7 separate regions of the Mus musculus genome follow, and all the other regions are linked to region 2. The links are chromatin contacts, called in public HiChIP or PLAC-seq and promoter capture Hi-C maps. All regions are on one chromosome and are shown on one strand. Each heading gives the region's core, a stretch centred on a gene start, on an enhancer-like site or on the middle of the called end of the contact. The rest is flanking DNA. Distances are from core to core; before and after follow the strand shown.

Region 1 (3,219 bases), core at 689-3,188, 410 kb after region 2:
TACTACCATCACCCAGCTATTCCTTGAAAGTTTTTAAGTAGCCCAGAAATACTACTGCTAATTTTTTCTTAGGACTTTTCTCACAGATTCCAAGCAAGATACACCTATTCACTGTGGAATTATTTGGAAAAAAAAGCAGCCAAACAACAAAACCAAACCCCAGAAACCTGGCAGTGACTTTTAAGATGAGCGCCCTGCTTCATCTTCCCACTCACCCATTTAAGTCAAAGGCTCGGATGAGGATGTGCTGCAACACGTCCAGCGAGGTGATCTGAGGATCCACCGCAAAAGAGCGGAACTCAGGGGACAAGAAGCTCTCACATTTCTGTGGAAAGAGGACAGGGGGAGGCCATGAGGGGGCACATCACCGTGTGGAAAGGGTGGGTAAGGTAAAGAGTGGCAGAAGGCAGGAGTCGAAGACAGGGGAGGGACCAGGTTTTAGGTGAGATGTTCTTGGTTTTTGTTCTGGGCGAGGGGAAGTCACAGGAAGTCTCTGCGCAGAGAAAAGATGATATGTCCTTTGAATTTACAGGGTCCATGTTTGCTCTGCCAAAGCAGACTGGCAGGAACGAAGGCTAATGCAGTAGTCCAGGTGTCCAGTCCTTCCAGAGTCCCTTAAATATGGTTGCCAGAATCACCATGTCCAGCTTGACACAATCAAATCAGTGACTCCCCCCCACCCCCCATAGTGCAAATCTCCCTGTAACACTGTTTGTTGCTCAGATCCTTCTTCAACAGCAAACCTAGGTGCTGGAGCTAGCCCTCCCTCCACTCTGAGATGTATTTATGGCTCTACTGGTATCAAACTGTTGAGAGTTCCTTTGAGTACATGCTTTCCAGACTTCTGTGTGCTGACCTCTCTCAGAGTGAACATCCTTCCCACTTCATCTGGCTTACTAAAACCTTTGCCTTAGAGCGCTAACACCCCAAAAGTGATCTCTGGCACTCCAGTCTGAGCCACCGGTCACTGCTTGCAGGTATCACAACGGGTTCCTTCCTCAGAGTGTGTTATATGTCACAAGCTGTCCTATGTGCCCTTCTCCCTCCTGATTGTCTATTACTTTTGCCCCCAGGCTTCCTTCTCCAACAATATGGGAACCTACAGGAACATACCACACTCATCTAGGTGTTCCCTCTACCTAGAACTCTTCTCCCATCCTAAATGCATATGCTAACATTTTGTTATTATTATTATTATCCAGGTCTCTGTGACTTGAGTCCTCTTTAGGGGATTTTCCTATACAGCTTTGGGTAAAGTAACTCCCTAGAGATCCTAACCTTTCCTATCACTTTCTCCTGATATTCACCAATGTTCAAAATATCTCATTTAATTGTTTTTGTCCCCCTCCCACAAGCACGTGGGCTCAGGGGTGGGACATGGACAAAAGTGAACTCTCAATAGCTATTTGTTGACTGACTTTAGGACTATCCCTTCTGACAGCGACAGCACCTCCTTCCTTCCTCTGGACTCCAGAGGCCCCTCCGGTAACCCTACAACCCACCTCTCTACCCGTAGGCTCCACCCATCCACTCCATTGGCCCTGTCTCCTCTACAGTTCCACACCCAACGACAAGTCCCCAAAACCCACGCCTTCATTCTATCAATTCCGCTCTCCAGCCTCGCCCCCAGTCTCCAAGTCACGCCCCAAATTTCAGGTCTGATGCTCTATCCTAGGACAGTTACGGTCTTTTCGTCCACTGGGCGCCCAAGCAGGCTAGCCTCACCTTGACTCGGACCCGTACCACCTCACGCTCCTCCTCCTCAACCGCCGCGGCCGCCTGGGCACCTCCGACGGGCGGGGGCGCTGCCGAGCACGCCGAGTCCGAGGCCGCGGAGGTGGTTGCCATCCCGCCGCTGTCGTCTCTGTCCAGGTGATAACCGATAGTTACCCGTACCCTAACGTACACCCAACAGTGCGGGCGCCCGCGGCCCCACCTTGCACCAGAGCGCAGGCGCAGAGGTGCTGTAGGACCCTGCCCCTCCCACCTGGCTTGGGCTGGAGGTCGCATCTGAGCATGCGCCTAGAGTGCTCTTGCCTGGAACCCCGCCTCCCAGAGTGGAGAATTTTACTTTTTACTGCCTGTGTGTAAGTGCCTGTCCAGGTCCTGCCTGGCCCGGTCCGTGGCGCCGTTGTTTTGGCAGTTTACTTCCGGATTCATGAACCGCCGCGTTAAACGGACGAGCTTGAGAGAGACAAGAGGGAGGCAAGGAGGCCACAGCGTGCTGACATAAACGTTCCAGAACCGGCTTTGAATTGCCACGTGCCTTTGGTGACAGATGATGTCATCGGTTTCAAATACTTCCCTTCGAATTAATATCCTGAAGGGGGAAAATAGTACTCTAAAGATTTTTTTGTTTAGTTTTTTTCCTTTCTTCCTTTCTTCCTTTCTTTCTAAACAGAATCTCACTAATTTCCCAGAGATAATTTGAACTTCAGTTTTTTTTTTAACCTCAGACTTCCAAGAACTTCCAGGTGTGTGCCACCTTCTCCATGCCCACCTCCCAATCTCTTAATTTACACTTATATTCAAGGATAAAGTTTTACACACGTCTAAATCCTTGTTTATACTTCCTTAAGTAATTTACCAAAAAACAAACATTGTATGCTTTCTGAAGGTCCTACTTCTTTCCTAAACTTTTTTTCCAGGTTTTTTTGTTGTTGTTATTTTTTGTGACATTTTCATATAGTTCAGGCTAACCTTCAGACTCTGTCTCAAAAGTGCTGGACCTACATTGTCTTTGTTTTGTTTTGTTTTGTTTTGTTTTTTCGAGACAGGGTTTCTCTGTATAGCCCTGGCTGTCCTGGAACTCACTCTGTAGACCAGGCTGGCCTCGAACTCAGAAATCCACCTGCCTCTGCCTCCCAAGTGCTGGGACTAAAGGCGTGTGCCACCACTGCCCGACCCTACATTGTCTTTGTTTTACTTAATCATTACAGTTTGTTGAGGTCAGCCCTGTTATAAGCTCTATCTGGTTTATCTCATTGATAGAGCATATGTCTAGTATACAGGAGGTCCACAGCACTTCAGTCACAATAAAAATATGTGTTTGTTAAATATGAGTTAGATCGTTGAACACATCTTATGCTTTTTGTTTATTTATTTGCTTATTTGTTTGTTTTTTCAAGACAGGGTTTCTCTATGTAGCACTGGCTGTCCTGGAACTCTGAAGACCAAGTTGGCTTCAAACTCACAGATATCCTACTGTCTCTGTCTCCT
Region 2 (2,954 bases), core at 133-2,632:
TAAGTACACCATAGCTGTCTTCAGACACCCCAGAAGAGGGAGTCAGATCTCACTACGGATGGTTGTAAGCCACCATGTGGTTGCTGGGATTTGAACTCAGGACCTTCGGAAGAGCAGTCGGGTGCTCTTACCCGCTGAGCCATCTCATCAGCCTGCATCCTTGCTTTTTCTTCCAGGAGTACTCGTATCTCAGACCATTCTGCAACTCACTGTGTAGCTAAGGATGATCTGGACCAACAAATTCTCTGCTGTTCATGTCCCTCCTCCTGTGATGACAGAGTTGTCCCACCATACTCCCACACCCGCTGTCATAAATTTTCTCCTGCTCCAACTGATGGTCTCAGGATGCTGGGAAGTAGGATGGGAGAAGTGGTGGGCTCTGGTGTTTTATGAACTACGTGTACCTGTTGGTGTCAGTGGAACTTCTGTGTCTGCGTCACCCTGCATTTATCTGCCGCACACAGGCTCCTCCTAAATGATTGATCAAGCAAACAAGTGAGCAAATCGATTAAGGTTGGGAAATTTCTTGTATGCAAAACAGCTTGCCTGCCTTTTTCCTTATTTATATATCTCTTATCCTCATAACTTTGCCAACACAGTTTATGGCCCCATTTGCCAGGGCAGGAACGTGGAGGCGCAGAGTGGAGCAGGTCTTCTGCATTATTCAAATAGTTCATTTTGATTATAGAAGTCATTCTCTGGAAACCAGATCTAATTACCATCCGTCCACTCATTCATCCATCTGTCAAAAGCTTCATTGACCGTCTATTGCGTAGTACAACGATCATAGTACAACAAATACTTTAGATAACAACAAAAAAGGCTGAGCTCTTTCTGGAAGACCAGCTCCGTGGCTGGACTGTGGGTACCAAAAGGGCAGGGTTTCAGCACCACCTTTAAGGAATGTCGGTGCCTCACTCAAAGTGGCTTGAGAAGACATGGGTACCAAGAAGTTGGGGTGCGGGCTGGGAAGATCCAGGGCTAAGAGCCGGCATGGTTCCGCTAAAAAAAAAAAAAAAAAAAAAAAAAAACCTTGGCATGGAGACTTTCCACGCAGGTGCAGAAAACCCAAGACTCAGCTTAATATCTTGCTGGGGATGGGGATTGGGGCTGGGGGGCATGAGGATGGTGTGGATAATTTGAGGGAGGGGGTGTGGCTCAGGAAGCTACGTAAAAATGAAGGCGTGGCTCAACCAAATCACTCCTCTCCTATTTGCTTCCGCCTCCCGGGGCGTGGCCTAAAGGCCCTTTTCCGAAGGGCGGGCCGAAGCCGGTGTTCCCTACCGCTCGAAGTCGTGGCTTAGGGCGGGCTCTCCAATCTCCCGGCTGCAACTGGCTGCCTTGCTCAGGAGGTATGGCCCAACCAGACTTCCATCCCCAGTGTGGTCACTTCCTGTGGAGTTTCCCCAGCCCAAGGAGGAGGGGGAAGAGGACGAGAGGGAGGCGAGCGGTCGTTCGGGGTTAGGTTGGGGGGTGTCGGTCCGTTCAGGGCGGGTGATGACTCACGGCCCATCCCATCTTCCCGACGCCGCCCGCCCACGCAGTGCTAGCTCCATGGCTTAACGGAGGAGGCAGCGGCAAACAGGGGGAGGGGGACTCTTATTTTGTTAGGGGGACCGGGCCAAGGCCCGACCGGCCTGGCAGGGCTCGCCCGGAGCCGGGCGTCATGTCTCATGCAGCCGAGCCAGCTCGGGACGCCGTAGAGGCCAGCGCGGAGGGCCCTCGAGCCGTGTTCCTGCTATTGGAAGAGCGCAGGCCAGCTGAGTCGGCCCAGCTGCTCAGGTGCGGGGCCACCTCTGGGGCCGGGAGTGACAACTGAGGTTCCCCGGGGACTCATCTCAGGACACGGGGGGTCCTCGACTGGGGTTGGAGACTCTTGGCCTAGGCTTGAAGGACGTCGGAGTGCCCATCTTGGGTGGGCGCCTCAGAAATCTGGTACTGATCTGCTTGGATAGACGCTTACAGGAGTAGTGGGAGTGCGTGAGGAGGGCAGAGTCATATTTGGGGGGGTGTCTTTGCTGGGTCTAGCGGGGCAGATCGTGGAGTATACAGAAACTGGTTTGCTGTAGTTGAACTTGGAAACTGATTAAAAGCTGAATTGGGGATTGTTGACTCGGTCGCGGAGGGATGAATGTGAGGGCATACATACTGTCAGGTGAGGCACTGATTTTAAGGAAATCCTGGGGTTTCCCCCCTCCCCCTTTTAGTGTGTGTGGGGGGAAAATTCAGGGAGGCAGAGGTGTTATTTGGGGCACCTAGTGATTCCCAGTAGCCGGTGCTGTGTTTTTGGGAATAGCACGAGTCTAAAGGAGTTAGGGGGAGGTCTCCGATCTGCCGGGAGTGTGTGTGAATAATTGAGCGAAGCAACTTGCTGGGCCCAATCGGTTCACTGTTGCTACCCCGCTCAGCTGGCGTCTGTACAGAAAGGCCGAGATAGTGGAAACCCCTCTTGTCTTATCCAATGGGTGATAAAATGTGATGCGGCAGGGCACACTGGAAAGATACAGTTCACTTTTTAGGCGTGGGGGGTTGGGGGGAGGCCTAGAGCCTTATATGGAAGCCCAGAGGAGGGTCTTGTTTCTGTTGCCACTCGCCCTAGCCTTGCAGCCAAGCCGGCCCTGCCCACTCCCTACCCACACACCCCCTCTTCCTTTTATTTCGCCCTCCCAGCCGGTCTCTCAGTTCCCGGGTGTAATCTTGAATCAGTCTCTAGAGCTGGAGTGAGTACCGATTGCACCATTCCCGTCTGGGTGGGTCCTCAGTCTCTCCTTTTCGGCTCCTCTCACCTCCATCAGCCTTGCTTTGAAGCTCCAGGCCTTCCTTGTCCATAGCCCTGCCCTCTCCAGCCCCCACCTTTTTCAACTTAACGTGCAGTGGTGTGTGTGAGTATGGGAGGGGGGCTGCCTCCTCTCTGCCTGGGATTGTGCTGAACTCAGCTACTCTCGGAGCTTCCT
Region 3 (2,833 bases), core at 9-2,508, 390 kb before region 2:
GTCAAGGCCTGGACAATGCAGTTCATAAAACACGTGTTGCCAAGATTAATTAGTCCTCGTAAGCCGATGGTAAAGCTGGAGGCGATCCTTCTTCTCCGTGGGTTGTGCCCCAGAAGTTCTAGTTCAGGTTTGGTCGTTTCCCAGGTGGGATATTTCTCCCCAAGTCCCGGCACTGAACACTGTTGCTGAGAAACCTCTGTCGAGGTGGACGCTTGTAATTTCAAGGCTTCTCCTTGCTCTTCTTTGGCAATTTGCTCAATGTCTATGTCATACACATAGTCTTTACACATGAAGCAGTATATGCCTCCATAATAAAGATCTACCGCTAAGTTGTGCTGTTTTGTCTCAGCGTGCTCGTGGATGTGTTTCTCTGTGAAGCAGCCAAAGAAGACGCAGGAAAGGCAAGAGTGGAGTCTGTTTAAATGGGTGCCACACACATGGCAGACGCACGACTTTGCCTTGCTTTTCCTGGTCTCTGGGGTTCCACACCACACGAAGCACTGGTAGATAACCCGCAATTCCTGCCTCCAGTTCTCTCCCACCTTAAAGCTGTTCACGTGGGAACAACCTGGTGGCCCCACAGCAAAATCCACATCCAGGCATCCGCCCCCAGGACCACGCCGGGGCCGGGGCCGGGGTGGGGGCCGTGGCCTAGGCTGCGGCGGGGTACGAAGCCTAGTCTGGGGCCGGGGCCGGGGTCGGCGGCGCGGGGCACGACTGCGACGCGGAGAGGGATCAGGGGGCCGCGGAGGGTCGGAGGGAAGGGTGGGGGGAGGAACCTCGTCGCCGCTGCCGCCAACACCGCTCTGCGCTGGGTTCTCATCCTTCGGCTCCTTCTCGGGCTGCCTCTCAGGCTCAGGCTCAGGCTCAGGCTCAGGCTCAGGCTCAGGCTCCTGTAAGGGCTCGGGTTCGGGCTCCGGCTCGGGCTCCGGCTTCTGTTCGGGTTCCGGCTCCGGCTGGGGCTCGGGCTCGGGCTCCGGCTCGGGCTCTGGCTGGGGCTCCGGCTCGGGCTCCCGCTCCGGCTCCGGCTCGGGCTCCCGCTCGGGCTCCCGCTCGGGCTCCGGCTCGGGCTCCGGCTCGGGCTCCTGCTCCAGCTCCAGCTTGAGCTCAGCCCCGCGGCCCGGACCCTCCGCGATCTCCACCTTCCCGGTGGCGTCCACCTTCCCTGCTGTCTCCACCTTCCCGGTGGCGTCCACCTTCCCGGCCGCCTCCACCTTCCCCTCCACCTTCTCCGCCTCCACCTTCCTCTATGCCTTCTCTCCCGTCTCCGCCGTCTCCGCCTCCTCCAGCCTCCTCCGCCTCCACTGGCTGCGACTCCTCCCCCTGCTCGTGGGGCTCGGGCGGCCACTGGGCGTGGTGGCGCGGGGGCCACGCAGACCTGGGGTGTCCCCGTCCGGACTGAGGGAGCGCGGTGGTTGTGGCAGCTGGACCCAAAAGGGACTTTCACTGAAGGAGGCGGCAGCGGAAGCAGGCGACGCCCCCGGGAATGCTCCCGCCGAAGCCCCCTAGCGGAGGCCGCTTCTGCAGCCAGGCCCCGTTTCCTTTAATTCAATATTTCCCAAACTTGCTGGTTCACGACAATCACGTGGGGGAGCGTGTTAAAATTACAGATTCCTCGGCTCCACCCGCAGGCCTACTGAATCAGACTCTTGAAGGGAGGTACTCCGGAACCTGGATCTCTAACTAGGGCCGGAGAAACTGCTAGTGATCAGGCAAGTTTGGGAAACACAGCTCTAATTCATTGAGGCTGGCGGGAAGTGGGGCGGGGACCGCGCAGTCTCTTTAAGGCGCTTCCAGCTCTCCGCTCCAATCGCTGCTCTGACCCCCTAGGCGGTCTCCTCCCCTCTAGTACTGCCCTCAAGGGTGCAGCTTCCCCTAGCCTGTGGGGCGGGGGGCCCGAAGGGTTGTCTTGTCTAGAAACGTTTCTGAGGCCATAAAATATCCCTTCACAGTCTGGTACTTGAGAATAAAGGCGGGAGCTCCGACATCCATCATTCCAGCGGCTGAACCTGCCTCCAGCAGCTGAACGTACCCCCAACATGTCTCAGTCTCCCCCTCTAGGTCCAACTCCTGCTCTCCCAGAAACGATGAAGCTCAAACTTTACTGGGGACCAGCCTGAACCCCAGATCTAGAGGGACAACAGTGCTCCCAAGGCCGCTCCACCTGAAGGGACATGTCTCTTTGAGAAACTTATCAGCCCATCCTGTGCTGGCTCCTTGCCTCCCACTCAGGCTCCAAAGGCCCTGGGTGGGATGACTGGTTGACAGCTGGCCTCCAGATACAGCACTCCAGATACTGAGCAGCCTGTGGGCAGAAACAGTCACTCCAAGGCCAGCAGGGGAAACCAGACACTGCAAGGCTGTTCCTACAGGTTGCACCTCCCTTACGCTGCAAGGAACCCAAACTACAAAGTCTGAGACCCATAAGATTTAGCAGAGTCTTGGGTGGGCAGCACGTAGGAATAAAGCGGGTATCTTTGGAGCTGCCAGTGAGGAGAGAGTCTGGGGGCCTGCTGTATGAAAAGCAGCATCATAGAGCCCAGGAAGAATGAGTCCAGAACAAACAGCTCAGGTCTTGGGCAGAGTGGGGATGTCAGAAGCAGCTGCAACTGCTGCTTCTGGAGGGTGCAGCCAAAGGCAGGGATCAGCACGTGGGGAGAGAGTGAGCTAAGAAGAGTCCAGTGCCTCAGTGTGACAGCCGGCTGTACCTGGTGCACATGGATGGTCCTACTCTAGGGGGCTCTGCTGTCTACAAAGCATCCCTGGTCAGCATTGGAAATCAGCCTCCACCTGAGTCATGCTTCATAGAGGAAGCAAAGACATACTCCTTGGG
Region 4 (3,121 bases), core at 294-2,793, 380 kb after region 2:
ACCTAAGCCCAGAGCAGGTCAACCATCCACAGGTGGCTTCTCCGCCTCATGCAGGACCAGTCGTCGCCTCCCAGGCAGCCCGGCTCTGTCTGCCGCTGCCCTCCACCCCCTAGAACAGAAGGCAGTCATGCTCCTGTGAGTGGCCACGCTGCCCCTGGCAGACATAGAGGGAAAACAGAAAGAACGAAGAAAGTGGCAGACAGGGAGACGGCCCCTGTGCAGGCAGGAGGCCTCACCTCTCCATTCATAGCTCTCATCGCATCTGAGGCATGCTCTGGGTTTGTGAAGGTGATGAAGCCAAAACCCCGGGATCTTTGAGTCTCCCGGTCCTTGACAACAACCACTGGGGGAGGGGCAGAAAGACAAATGTTAGAACCCTAACATCTAAGTAGAAAGTAATAGCCAGGCACAGCCACAGATCAAATAGCACTTGGGAGAATTAGGACCCCGCCAACCCCCCCGCTCCTGTTTAAAAAAAAAAAAATCCTGTATCCAACTGAATTTATTTCAGCCTAACCGTTACCGTACAGACATGGAAGTTAAAGAGAATTTCAGGTTTTAGTTCTAGACTAGCTCTTCTCCACCAACCCTCAACCCCGGGGCTGGTCCATGGCTCACCCTCAGAGATAGGCCCAAAGCTGCTGAAGTGGTCTTCAAGTGCCTGTTCATCGGTGTTGAAGTTGAGCCCTCCTACGAAGAGTTTCCCTTCTTCAGACGACATGGCAGAAGGCAAGTCCTAAAGGGAGTGCACGAATTATTGGGGAGTCAATGTGGCAGGTAGTGAGGTGTACAATATCCGGATACAGAGAATTACAGCGAAGACAGAAAATGGGTTAAAAGAGACAATTCAAATGGCAAGAGGCTCGGGAGCAGAAAAGGCGGGAACCAGCAAGGCTGGGTGAGCCCATCCGCCATTTGATGACTCCTATCGCGCATGCCCACAACATCCCAGGCTGCCACGCCCGTCATTTTGTACGGTCGCGCAGGCCTACAGCAGCATTGCATTTCCTCTTTCCCCGCAGAACAAGATGGCGGCGGTCACGTGGGAAGGGACAGCCGGTACAGGTTGGCGCGTGGTCCCCGCCGCCGCCCGAGCCCGTGCCTTCCGGCATTTCTCCCGTTCCGATGCAGCACGCCCGCCTCACAATGAATACATTTTTGCCTTCGAGCCTGGGACTAACCCTCCTCAAAGCTCAAGCCCACATATCAGCGGCCACAACTCTTCCTGCCCTCGTCCCTCGCCCATAGAGGGCAAGGAAGTGAGGTGGGGAACGAGCGCTGAGCAAGGCGAAGGCGCTTACCTGGAAATTAAAAGTCAGAGGACGGCAGAGACGACGAGCTCGAAGGAACCGGGAGAACAGAGAGACTGCGGCGCGGGAAGACGCCTGATAAAGCGTGCGTAGCCGAGACGTCACACAACGTCCCCCAGCGCGCCCTGGCGTGCGTGCTCATTGGTTGAGGCCAGCGGGGGGGGGGGGTTGGGAAGAGGACGAGGAAGGCGGAGGCAGCAATTTGCCTCGCCGCTTCCGGGAATCGAGAGGAGCTTTATGAGTTCAGTGCGTTCTCCTATAAGCATCTCCTTTCTGCCCGAGAGACTGGCCCCCTTTCCATCTCAAACGGTTGGATCCATAGAGCCTTTTCCTCCCTGACGTCATTTTCAGTGTTTTTGACGTCATCTCTCCCTTTCCATAGGAAGTCCTAACTGACAGTAGGTCGGTGCCAGCGAACTGCCGTCCTCAGAAACCAATCTTTTCTTTTTAGACCTTTAACTGCATATCCCTTAAGGCCCCGAGGCCTTCAGAGTTCTTCCTGTCAAACCTTACATTTCCGAATGCTTAGCCCCTCCTCCTAACATATAGCTGTGTGTTAGCGGACTCCTTCCCTTGGTGTCATCCTCTGACTTAAGTTTGCATCCTTATCTGACAGTCTCTTTACGCCTGATAATGCGTTCAGCAAGCCAGGTAGCCTAGCTTCAAAGGATGCAAATCTCAATCCACTAAACGAATTTTACTCTCTATTCGGGATACTGGGTCTTGATCGAAAGGATGAACTTTTGCAGTACATAATGAAATCCATAGCAAGTAGTGTCTAAGTCCACTGCCTGACGATGTGATCTTTCCCAGCCTTCAGTGCCTAATAACTTGTTTGCCTCCAGGAACTCTACATTGTTGACTCCTAGAATAAATTTGTTCAACATTGTAAAGGCCTGCCTCCCACTCCTCCACCAACCCCACCACAAATCGATTTGCTACCCTTTGGATGCCATTCATCTGTAATTCCTGGTAAGCTTATTCCCACATTTCTCAGTGATTTTCATGGATTTTTATTAAATTTGTAAGTAGTTATCTTTAGTTGAATACTTTTTGTTGTTCTAATATTTCTCACCCTGTGGTCTGTCCCTCACTGTATGCTCAGGTCACCCTGGAACTCATAAAACTTTTGCCTCAGCCTCTTCAGTGCTGGGATCATCACCACAACCAGCGTGTCTGTACTTTTAAAGAAATCCTCCCTGCCCAGGTCCCAAAGATACTCTTCTGCAGCTTATTACGTTAGCTGTATACTTTTGCTTTTAGTTTAAGGTCCTCAGTCCTTCTATAGGGTTCAGCTCAGTGGCAGAGTGCCTTCCTAGTATGTGCAAGTCCCTTGGCTTATATCCCAACAAAGAGAGAGAGCTGTGTCTGCTTTTACTGTGCCATTGAACCAGATGCCTCATCACCATCTATCAGAAAACTGAGGCAGGGTTGTGAATTGGAGCTTTAACAAGTTCCAGGCTAACTTTAGCTAGCCTATGGTGAGACCCCGTATTCAAATAAGCAAACAAAAATTGGATGATTTTTGAAATTGCATTTAATGTAGAGTTGAGAATAACGTCATATTACGTGAGGGTTTAAGGTATGTGCACACTGATACTGTTCCCATTAAGATCTGGCACTTTAGTTGGGTATGATAACTTAGACCAGAAATCCTAGCACTTGGGGAGCCTGGAGCAGTAGGTTCTTGCATTTAAGGCCAGCCTGGGCTACCTAATTAGTTACACCCATCTGCCAAACTCCCAAGAAAAACGCCAGACAAAAGAATTGGAGCCTAGTTCTCTTGCCCCTTGAGTATGGACTGGACTTAG
Region 5 (3,105 bases), core at 521-3,020, 440 kb after region 2:
CAGGTTATTGAAATGATTCAGAAAGAGGAGGACGGGATAGACAGGCAGGAAGACAGAGCAGTCTATTGTGGCTAGCTGTGAAACCAGGGTGACTGGCTTTTATATGTAAATGTATATTAATATTGTTTCAGCTTTTCAGTAGCTTTGACATGTCCCAAAATAATAAAGCTGGGGGGGGGGGAAAGAAAGCACCCACTTAAGATGAAGAGGAAAGAGTTGATTAGAGAACGTTTGATTTTCACAAATGCCTGTATCCTAGAGGAATCCTGGGGATTTCAGAACTTTCCCATTTGGATATTGACTTTGCTATAACTGCAGGAACATTATAGAATCAAAGAATCCAGAAATTTCACAATGTCCTGATTATAGACATTCATAATGTCACATTTTTGGAAGTCCAGCATGTGAAAATGTCAACTTGGCAGACTCTTCATACCTAGTAACTAGGACGCTTTGGGATAGGATACTTGTAACAGCAGCATTCCAGGATCTGATTGGAACACCTTGGAACACAGACAGTTCCGGATCCCACCGTCTCAGAGTGCAGGAATGCTGAAGGTCATGTCTTGGTTTAACAGGATGTGGCTTGCCATGGTGTGGCTTGAGGTGGCTGTATGTAAAGGATGTGTTGTGGTGGAATTGGGGCTTAGCTTAATGGGATATGATGGGGCTGGACCTGTAGGGACCTGCTTTGGCATTGCAGGACGTTGCATGGTAAGATGTGGTGGGGTAAGGTGTAGTTTGATATCCATGAATGTCACAGATAAGATAAAATCTGTTGTGGTGGAACACAGTTTGGTAGGCACTTACCCAGCCTCCAAAGGAGGCGGCAGGCGAAGCAGATGGTAAGAAGCAGCCAGATCTGGTCAAGGCCCTGTTGGACAGTAGGCAGGAGACAGCCCTGCAGTAGCTGCTGGAAAAATTCCTGGCGGCTGAAGGTGGCCATTGTGGACCCACACAGATGGATGGACAGATGGAGCTGCCAAAGGGAGGACACAGAGGGAGTGAGATGTCCGTGGTGCTGTCCACAATCAAGGTTGGGATTTGAGCACTCAGGACTTCAGCTTGGGGCTGCCAACCCCCCAGGGTGCTATTGGAAGGCTTTGGGGGAGGATATGAATATCAGGTACATCGGGCTGAGCCACCAACTGTGATATCAGCGGGTGTTCTGGATGCCCTGTGACCCGCAGGGAATGAAGGACCTTGTGTATCTAGAATGTTGTTAACAGTCTTGTTCAATGATGATAAAAATGATATGCATTCTAGACCTATATATCAAATGGGGCGGAAGAAGTGGGCTCCTTCGTTTCCAAGGTAGTCACTCAATGTGGAGTGCAGAAAGGGGGAGTCTGTGACACTTAGGGGCCGTGTGCATCTCTCCTTGTATGGATGTATCTTCCGCGAGCTTCATCTCACCCTACTCAGCAAAAAGCCGGCAACAAAGCCTTGCCCTGGTCGAGGGACTGCAGGAAAGTGGAAGTGCCGGCAGGGAACATAGCAGGGAGGGAGTCCTATAGGTGATGCGGACTAGGTCCCAGGACAAGGGGTATAGATCCGCGCCCCGCAGGCCAGCTTAAGGATGGGAACGTGGGAACCGCGCGCACACTACTGGAGACCTACCTGGCAGAAAGGAAGCCGTGGTCCTGGGGGCCGGGGACGCGCACCGCTGCCACTGTCGCCACCTCCTCCTGGCAGCCTCCCCCGCAGGCCGCAAGGCCGGGACCAGCAGTGGCTCCCAGGGCGGCGCGGCCGAGCGGGCCCTTTAAATCCCGGGGCGGGCTAGCAGCTGAGTTCCTCCAATCCGAAAGCGGGAGCGGGGCGGGGACCAGGAGGAGTGAGCCCGAGCATCGCGAGGAGGAGGAGCAGGATTGAGGGGCGCGGGGCGCTGGAGCACGTCGGCGCACAGAAGGTTCACCGGTACCTTTTTCAGGCCACTTGCCATTCCAGCTCAGGAACGTTCGGGGCGCAAGAATTTCCCAACTTCCAAGAAAACACTTCCTAATGATTATTTTATAAACCTTGAGAATCAGAATGGAAAAGATAGGGAGGGAGGGGGCTAGCCCCTTTTCTGCCAAATGCTCGCCCCAATAGTCCCTCTTGCATTCATACTGGCGTGACCCTTGTCACAGCTGGAAAAAAAAGCCATTGTTTCTCCTTTTCTATCTCTTAAGGAATCTGAAGGAATTTCCAAGTGTTCTTTAGCCCCAGGGAACAGATCGAAGCTTTTGTCCGTAATGACTGTGTCACCTAGGAACACTCACTAAGTGCCTTATCGACCCCCTAAGGGTTAGTAGTCGGCATTTGGTTTATCATTAACTGAATTTGTTTGCTTAATTCCTCAATAGAATGGGCCCTGTAAAGAAACTAGAAGGAGGCTAAGAACACGCGCAAAAAAAGAAATAAAAAAGAAAAAAACCAAAAAAAACCAACCAAACAAACAAACAAAAATCCCAGGATCTGATAAAGATCTGTCTGTATTGGTTTCTGTGTATCAACAAAAGGGTTTGTGCAGCACTATTCTCTACTGAACCTGAGATACAGTCTTGGGCATTCAATTCTATTCTTAGGCTGATGAAACCTTCAACTCCCAAGAAGAGCCCATTTCCCCTAAGGCGCACTTATAGGGCATTAAGGGGGCTTAGCTCCAAATGTGAATGTGAACGGAGAAACACACCCAGGTCAATCTTGACCTCATTCTGACCCCAGGAGCTAAGGAAAACAGGTTCTAATAAGATTAATGCTTGGCTGTATGGAGTTAAGGAAGTTGTGCCCATTCACTCTGGGCGGTGTCCCTTTCTGTTAAACAAAAGGGCGGGATTAGCAATTCTTGGTTAAGAGAAACTGCCTGTTTCTGTCCCTGCTGTCTGAAGATGCAACCCATGGCCTCCTTGTGCTTTCTAGGTAAATGCTCAGTCGCTGAGCTTTTTAACATGTATTCAAATGGAGTAAATTAATAGTCACGTTTACAAATGAAAAAAAATATTTAACACCATGGGTATGTATATATGCATACATACATAAATATTTACATCAGCTAACATTTATGCACAAATACAACGTCCTTTCCTCTAAAGTAATGCAAGGCTGGATGTCTCAGTGCTTAAG
Region 6 (2,867 bases), core at 194-2,693, 490 kb after region 2:
TAGTAGACATCCCGTTTATCCTTAGATGTCCGTCCCATCTCAGTCTGCTGGCAGACAGTGTGTGCTGATGCTGTCCTGCGCAGGTCAAAGAAAACAAAGTACAGCTAACTGAGTTCATGGGTCCCACACGACAGTCAGCTCATTCAACACATGGAACCCGAAGCCCAGGACCTTATCATGAACTCTCAGGCCCTTTTTCTGATCACATTTAGGTCCCCATCTCTGAGGGACATCACAGACTCCACAGTTAACTGACAGAGGACCCACTACTGACTCTGCTCTCTTCCAACTACTGTCACGGACACACTACACAAGTAATCTCTCTCGCAACCATTTTCTCTGCCCATTTCATCTCTATCAACACCTGACCGTCTCTAGTTATTTCCATTATCTTTAGAGTCACAGAACCCTACTACTCCCTCCATTAAGTCCTTGCTTTTCACACCTATTACCCGACACAACCTCATTCCATCTCCCATAGCCTAATCTCTCTCTCTCTCTCTCCACTCTGCAGTCCACCAATTCCATCATAGATTAAGCTTCCAGTCATTAGTTACTACCACCTTAATCCCCACTAATGCCTGGAGGACCATGACCTGTTAGGGCTCCATTACACCAATTTACCAGCTCCATTAACTCAGCCCTCCAACCAACCTCTCAAAGATCACACGAGTGGCCTTTGGGATCCTTTGCATCAATACAAAGATTACCTCTGTCACTCATATAGCTTCTATTTTGTCTTTCGTCACTGACCCCATTAGTTTAGCACTCTGCCTACGCACCTGTTATTCTCTCCAGAACCTCACCAATACGATTACTATGTAAACTGCCAAATAGCCACCACTTTTATTATTAGCCTTCATTAATTTTCCAGCAGACACAGCACCACGAGTGTAATACCTTCAAGACCCATCTTTTAGTAACATCCCTAAGACCATCTGCAGAGCCTCAAAGACCATCAGCCCATCAGAACCGCCAAATACCCTTCAAGTCGGCCCAGCAGATAGCAGATCAGTTGTGTAGCTCTATGCTGCACCCCGTTCGAGTTCACCTAACAATCTAGTTCCCTGCTCTAGGCAAGCTTCTCGGGGCTTGACTGAACTATGCAGCTGCAGTACCGAGAGTGAATCCCCTCATCCCGAGTTGGAGACAGGGCAGGCATGCCTCCAGTCTCGGTCCCTTTCAAGTCATCAGTGCCCTAGGACCTACCTCAGCTCTTGGATACAGAGCGTGGCTGTTCACCAGCCTCGAGAACAGTTTGCAAACTGAAAATTACAGACTCCAGTTGGTGTTCGGAGTGGACCCGAAGGCCTGTCGTACACGCCTAGAGGTTGTCGCCACGCGGTAAAGTTTGCTTTGTAAAACAGTTCAGTTCCACGGAGATCCAGACCGGAGCACAACGTATGACGTTAGTCTCGTCATCTTGTGTCGACATATCCCGGTCACAGGAACTTCAGTTCCCAGAATGCAACTGACATCGTCTGGCCAATAGTTTTGCAAGGCTTGTGAACCGGCTCTTTGTTCTTTGTTTCAAGGCCAGGGTCCTATAGCTGCGATCCGGAGCAAGATCCTGAGTTCTCGGCTAGTCTGGCTACACGGAGAGACCTTGACGTGGGAAACTTCCACCCCTCCCCCATCGCCCGCTCACTCAGACAAGATAACTTACTTGGCCGCCTTTTCCCTTTTACATCGGGACGGTTATTTAACCTATGTACTACATTTCCCAAAATTCAGCGGGCACGACCACGCCCATTTTTCTTTAAGTCTGGAGGGAAAGGAAATTACGCAAAGGGGGTGGAGCGTGACCACGCGAAGTGAAAAGTCTGTTGCGAAAGCAAGCTAACCTGGAGGCTACGGCGAGCAATTTTGAATTTTACTACCGGGAAGCTACCGCATACGATTTGCAATTTTGAATCCTACTTCTACCGGTTGACTGAAGTGCTTTCAATTTTGCCACCTTAGAACTTTAGTTTCCTCATCTGAAAAGAAGGGATAATCACCTATCTAGAATTCACGGTGTTAATCGGATGCACATCCTTTTCTAATTGTATATTTTCCAAATACTTTTTAATACATTTTAACCACCACCACTGCCCTCACCGCCTCCACCCGCACCACTGAAAAGCATGTCTACGGATTTGCGAGACGCACTGAGTAGAGGCTCTTGCCGCCAAATCTGACCACCCAAGTTCGATTCCCCATACACAAGGTCATGGATGGAAGAAGACTGATTCCTGCAAGTTGTCCTTTGATCCCCAACATGCGCACTTGTCACGCGCCCCCTCCCCCAAATAAATAAATAAATAAATAAATAAATAAATAAATAAACGGACGAACGAACGAATGAATAAATACATGTATGAATGAATAAAAGTTTTGTATTTTTTGTTTTTCCTTTTTCCTTCCTTCTCTCTCTTTCTTTCTTTCTTTCTTTCTTTCTTTCTTTCTTTCTTTCTTTCTTCCTTTCTTCCTTTCTTCCTTTCTTCCTTTCTTCCTTTCTTCCTTCCTTCCTTCCTTCCTTCCTTCCTTCCTTCCTTCCTTTCTTTCTTTCTTTTTGTTTTTTGTTTTTTGTTTTTTCGAGACAGGGTTTCTCTGTATAGCCCTGGCTGTCCTGGAACTCACTCTGTAGATCAGGCTGGCTTCGAACTCAGAGATCTGCCTGTCTTTGCCTCCCAAGTGCTGGGATTAAAGGCGTGCACCACCACTGCCCGGCGAATAAAAGTTTAAAGCATATATGCATGTATGAATATGTATATGTTCTTTAAAAATTCATTTTCTGAAGTGCTGAATTCAAATCCCAACAACCACTGAGCCATCTCTCCAGCCCCTATGTATGTGTTCTTGTGTGTGTGCTCATGTCATGACCT
Region 7 (2,930 bases), core at 366-2,865, 440 kb before region 2:
GAAAGCAAAGGAAAAATTAACGGGTGTGATTACCAGTTTGGGAGGGGGTGTCTTAGTTTGGTTTGGAAGTTTCATATATTAAGCACCCAGTACATTTAAACAAGTTTTTTAATAATTTATTTCCCTCATTGGGCATAAAAGCTAATTTGTATTTTTTTCCAGAAAGGCCCTCACCTTTTTGTCCTGAGGTGAATTCCTACTTCCATTGATTTTTACATAACCAACGTGTGCAACTCTGAAGTGGGAAAGCTAAAGCCCAAACGCTTAAGGCTAATACTAGTTGGAGAATAGTGTTGGCCCTCTTTAATGACCTCTTTTTCTTTAAAGAACAAAAAGGGTTCGTGTGTGCGCCAGTCCTCAAAACTCCAACAAAGACTGGGCTTTGGATGAGGAGAGGCTCCTGAAATCCAAGAAAAAGAGAGCTTAAACTCTAAGGATGAATTCACCAGGGAAAAGTGCTCCAATGAGTTTACCTGGAACATGGCTCAGTTTAAGTCGACTCCCCATCCCCCTCCTATTTTACTGTTAAGAAGTACTTACTGATCAGCACGTCGTGGAACAAGGGGAAATTTAACAGCTCTGAAATTCAACCCGGGAAATTACTAATACATTTATGAAGTATGTGTAAAGGGGAGTCTCACTGGTTTTTAATGCTTCACCTTCTGGCTTTCCCCTCATTTACTCGGCGCAGCTTCCACTGACGTTATCACAGGGCCACCCGTCCAACTTCAGTCAACTGATTTGTTCTGAAACGTTCATAAAGGTAAAAAGCACGTCAAAGTTAAGCTAAAGCTAAAGCTTTCTTTCCATTACTTGGAAAGGAGCTGGAGCGCGGGGCTCCAACCTCTGGAAGCAGCAGCTTAAGCGCATTGGGCGGCAAAGGGCGAAAACGCACACCAACTTCTTCGCCCAGACCGTCTGGACTGCACTTCGCTAAGAAGCCCTAGAAACCTGTGGCGGGTCCAAAGCAGGAGCAAGCCGAACCTGGCCTCGGCTGCGCTTTCCCAGCGAACGCCGCCCCAGCCCTGTCCTCTGGAGAAGCGACGCGGGCAGCCAAGCTCCCCGCTTTCAAAGCTGGGTGGGCTTGGCGCCGCTTGGCAAGGAAACTTCGATCGGCAGCCTGGGGACCCTGCTCCCCAGAACAGGGCTGGGCTGCCGAGGAGATGCCGCCCCGCTCTGGCAGGAACCAGGCTGTCCACCACCTCCTTCAGTGGCGGCCGGGCAGAGGGAACGCCAGCTCCGGGGACCGCGGTGGCAGGCGAGCGTTCTTCCCTGCTCGCCGTACCGGGGGGCTCCTCGGGTGGGCCGGCGGCCGGTGAGCCGGGAAGGACCTGTTGGGGAAGGGAAGCCCATTTGCCTTTACCTGTCACCGAGGTCCGGCGCGGCGGAGCCCGTGTCCACCGGCGGTGGGCAGCGCGCTCAGTCGGCTCTGGCGTTCCACACGGCGAGTAGAGCTAGCGCCCCACGTAGCCGGCAGAGCTTCATTCACACAGCCCAGCCGGGAGGAGGGGGAGCGGAGCGGGAGCGAGGCTCATGTGACAGGCGCCTTGGAGTATTAGCTCTGCCAAGACGGCGTCTGCGCATGCGCGCCACGGAGGGCCCGCTCCAGGCACCTCGGGCCGGCCAGGGGGGAAAGCGCCACCGAGAAGCAGCAGCTGGGAGGAGCTTCGGCATGCGCAACCGCAATAGGGTAGTCGGGCTTGCAGCCATATTTAATGAGGACTGGGCGGATCCAACCCAAATGCGGGGCGTGTCAGTTGCATTTGGGGGAAAAAAAAAGCAATGCTCCCTTCGGTTTCATTGTTTGCAGATTGCCTACCTTGGTTTTGCTTTTGTCTTTAGAACAAACTGTTTATCCTGAGTATCTTGCCCACAGCGGACATCAGACCACAAATTTAAGCCTCCCTTATGCCAGGCATTGTTCTGGCTAATATACTTTATTCGTTTCATTTAATGCTCACAAGAACTCATGAAGAGTGTGTCATTATCCGTTTTCCCTCATAAAAATACAGAGGCTCAGAAAGGTTACATAGCTTTTCCAATCTCACACTGTAGTAGCAATAAGAATAGTGATCAAATACAGTAGTGCTTGCAGGGGCCAATTTAATCCAACACAGGGAAATCTATACTGCAGTTACTTATAGGTATTATTGCCAATTTAATCATTGTCAAGCGAAAACTCAAGGTGACATATACTTCTAATCCCGATTCTTTGAGGTTGAAGGCAGGAGAATCGATGCGAGGTCATCCTAGGCTATATTGTAAGTTTGAAGGCAGGATGCTGTCTCAAAAACAGACAAACAAAACACAAAATAAAGCTCAGATTCCAACTGAGGTCTCTCTGTCTCCAAAGCCATTCCGAATAATTAGAAGAACTATCCTATCCTTGTGAGGAATGAACAGGTTATACAAATGGAGTGCAGCTATTAATTTATTGCAAGAACTAAGATTGGAATCCACATCATCAACACAAGTAATCTACCTAGAAGCCAAGTATTCAAATTCAAAATCCACTGTAGTAAATAGTATTTTTTTTTCTTGCAACAGGGACTCACTATTTAGCCTTGGATGCCTGAAACTCACCATGTAAACTAAACTGGCCTTGGGATCACAGATACTCAGCTGCTTCTGCCTCCCAAGCGCTGGGATTGTAGACCTGTGCCACACCCGTAGACTTTTTTTTTCTTTGAGAAGTTTATACAAGTATACAATAAACTATAATCTTATACGCTTCCATTTGCTCCCTCCAATTCTCCCCAAGAAATCCATATTTCCCCCAACACCTCCCCTCATAATTTCAAATTTCTTGTGTTAGTAACCCAATAAATCCAGTTAGTGCTGCCCATATTTGCAAGAGTGTGGGACCATTCGACAGACCAGGAAAAACCTACCAGAGGTCACACCCTCAAAGAAGAGCAATTCTCTCTCCC

What was found. Promoter capture Hi-C pulls out the DNA fragments that hold promoters and counts their contacts. HiChIP or PLAC-seq counts read pairs in DNA pulled down with a chosen protein or histone mark. Capture Hi-C pulls out chosen DNA fragments and counts their contacts.
Region 1: a promoter capture Hi-C map of erythroid cells shows a contact between it and region 2, with 2.2 times the contacts expected there. The contact joins the promoter of Tbc1d25 here to the promoter of Tfe3 in region 2. A contact is called at or near these places in 1 of 39 promoter capture datasets (erythroid cells), 2 of 115 datasets of contacts at active chromatin or transcription factors (embryonic stem cells and extraembryonic endoderm stem cells) and 2 of 9 other capture datasets (adipose tissue and liver).
Region 3: a contact with region 2 is called in a promoter capture Hi-C map of adipose tissue, with 2.1 times the contacts expected there. The contact joins the promoter of Usp27x here to the promoter of Tfe3 in region 2. A contact is called at or near these places in 5 of 39 promoter capture datasets (cranial neural crest, frontonasal cranial neural crest, hippocampal neurons and 1 more) and 3 of 9 other capture datasets (adipose tissue, embryonic stem cells and liver).
Region 4: a contact with region 2 is called in a promoter capture Hi-C map of liver. The contact joins the promoter of Rbm3 here to the promoter of Tfe3 in region 2. A contact is called at or near these places in 12 of 39 promoter capture datasets (the 3T3-L1 cell line, the C10 cell line, the HPC-7 cell line and 8 more), 1 of 484 Hi-C or Micro-C datasets (muscle stem cells), 7 of 115 datasets of contacts at active chromatin or transcription factors (cardiomyocytes, effector CD8 T cells, embryonic stem cells and 2 more) and 2 of 9 other capture datasets (adipose tissue and liver).
Region 5: an RNA polymerase II HiChIP or PLAC-seq map of embryonic stem cells shows a contact between it and region 2, with 7 read pairs. The contact joins the promoter of Porcn here to the promoter of Tfe3 in region 2. A contact is called at or near these places in 1 of 39 promoter capture datasets (cranial neural crest), 1 of 115 datasets of contacts at active chromatin or transcription factors (embryonic stem cells) and 1 of 9 other capture datasets (adipose tissue).
Region 6: a promoter capture Hi-C map of pre-B cells shows a contact between it and region 2. The contact joins the promoter of Ftsj1 here to the promoter of Tfe3 in region 2. A contact is called at or near these places in 9 of 39 promoter capture datasets (the 3T3-L1 cell line, 3T3-L1-derived adipocytes, the C10 cell line and 5 more), 1 of 115 datasets of contacts at active chromatin or transcription factors (memory CD8 T cells) and 2 of 9 other capture datasets (adipose tissue and liver).
Region 7: a promoter capture Hi-C map of stem cell-derived epiblast-like cells shows a contact between it and region 2, with 4 times the contacts expected there. The contact joins the promoter of Clcn5 here to the promoter of Tfe3 in region 2. A contact is called at or near these places in 13 of 39 promoter capture datasets (the 3T3-L1 cell line, 3T3-L1-derived adipocytes, the C10 cell line and 8 more), 2 of 484 Hi-C or Micro-C datasets (CD4 T cells and cortical neurons), 6 of 115 datasets of contacts at active chromatin or transcription factors (T-cell acute lymphoblastic leukemia, embryonic midbrain, extraembryonic endoderm stem cells and 3 more) and 2 of 9 other capture datasets (adipose tissue and liver).

Annotation. Positions count from the first base shown.
Region 1 is chrX:8,173,986-8,177,204 of GRCm38.p6, forward strand. Tbc1d25 (TBC1 domain family, member 25) reads right to left here and starts at 1,939. Exons shown (of 6, transcript NM_172478.4): 1 at 1,726-1,939; 2 at 216-325. The coding sequence starts at 1,848.
Region 2 is chrX:7,761,279-7,764,232 of GRCm38.p6, forward strand. It overlaps Tfe3 (transcription factor E3), which reads left to right and starts at 1,383. Exons shown (of 10, transcript NM_172472.3): 1 at 1,383-1,782. The coding sequence starts at 1,667.
Region 3 is chrX:7,374,572-7,377,404 of GRCm38.p6, forward strand. It overlaps Usp27x (ubiquitin specific peptidase 27, X chromosome), which reads right to left and starts at 1,259. Exons shown (of 1, transcript NM_019461.4): 1 at 1-1,259. The coding sequence starts at 290. Gm14379 (predicted gene 14379) reads left to right here and starts at 1,354. Exons shown (of 2, transcript NR_026741.1): 1 at 1,354-1,712; 2 at 1,953-2,833.
Region 4 is chrX:8,144,337-8,147,457 of GRCm38.p6, forward strand. It overlaps Rbm3 (RNA binding motif (RNP1, RRM) protein 3), which reads right to left and starts at 1,544. Exons shown (of 7, transcript NM_001166410.2): 1 at 1,302-1,544; 2 at 619-736; 3 at 237-343. The coding sequence starts at 721. It overlaps Rbm3os (RNA binding motif protein 3, opposite strand), which reads left to right and starts at 1,091. Exons shown (of 3, transcript NR_033561.1): 1 at 1,091-1,395; 2 at 2,156-2,282.
Region 5 is chrX:8,204,755-8,207,859 of GRCm38.p6, forward strand. It overlaps Porcn (porcupine O-acyltransferase), which reads right to left and starts at 1,771. Exons shown (of 15, transcript NM_023638.4): 1 at 1,621-1,771; 2 at 811-979. The coding sequence starts at 946. It overlaps Gm33135 (a long non-coding RNA gene), which reads left to right and starts at 953. Exons shown (of 3, transcript XR_878043.1): 1 at 953-1,036.
Region 6 is chrX:8,250,963-8,253,829 of GRCm38.p6, forward strand. Ftsj1 (FtsJ RNA methyltransferase homolog 1 (E. coli)) reads right to left here and starts at 1,444. Exons shown (of 13, transcript NM_001290430.1): 1 at 1,210-1,444; 2 at 1-75. The coding sequence starts at 38.
Region 7 is chrX:7,317,743-7,320,672 of GRCm38.p6, forward strand. It overlaps Clcn5 (chloride channel, voltage-sensitive 5), which reads right to left and starts at 1,616. Exons shown (of 14, transcript NM_001243762.1): 1 at 1,364-1,616.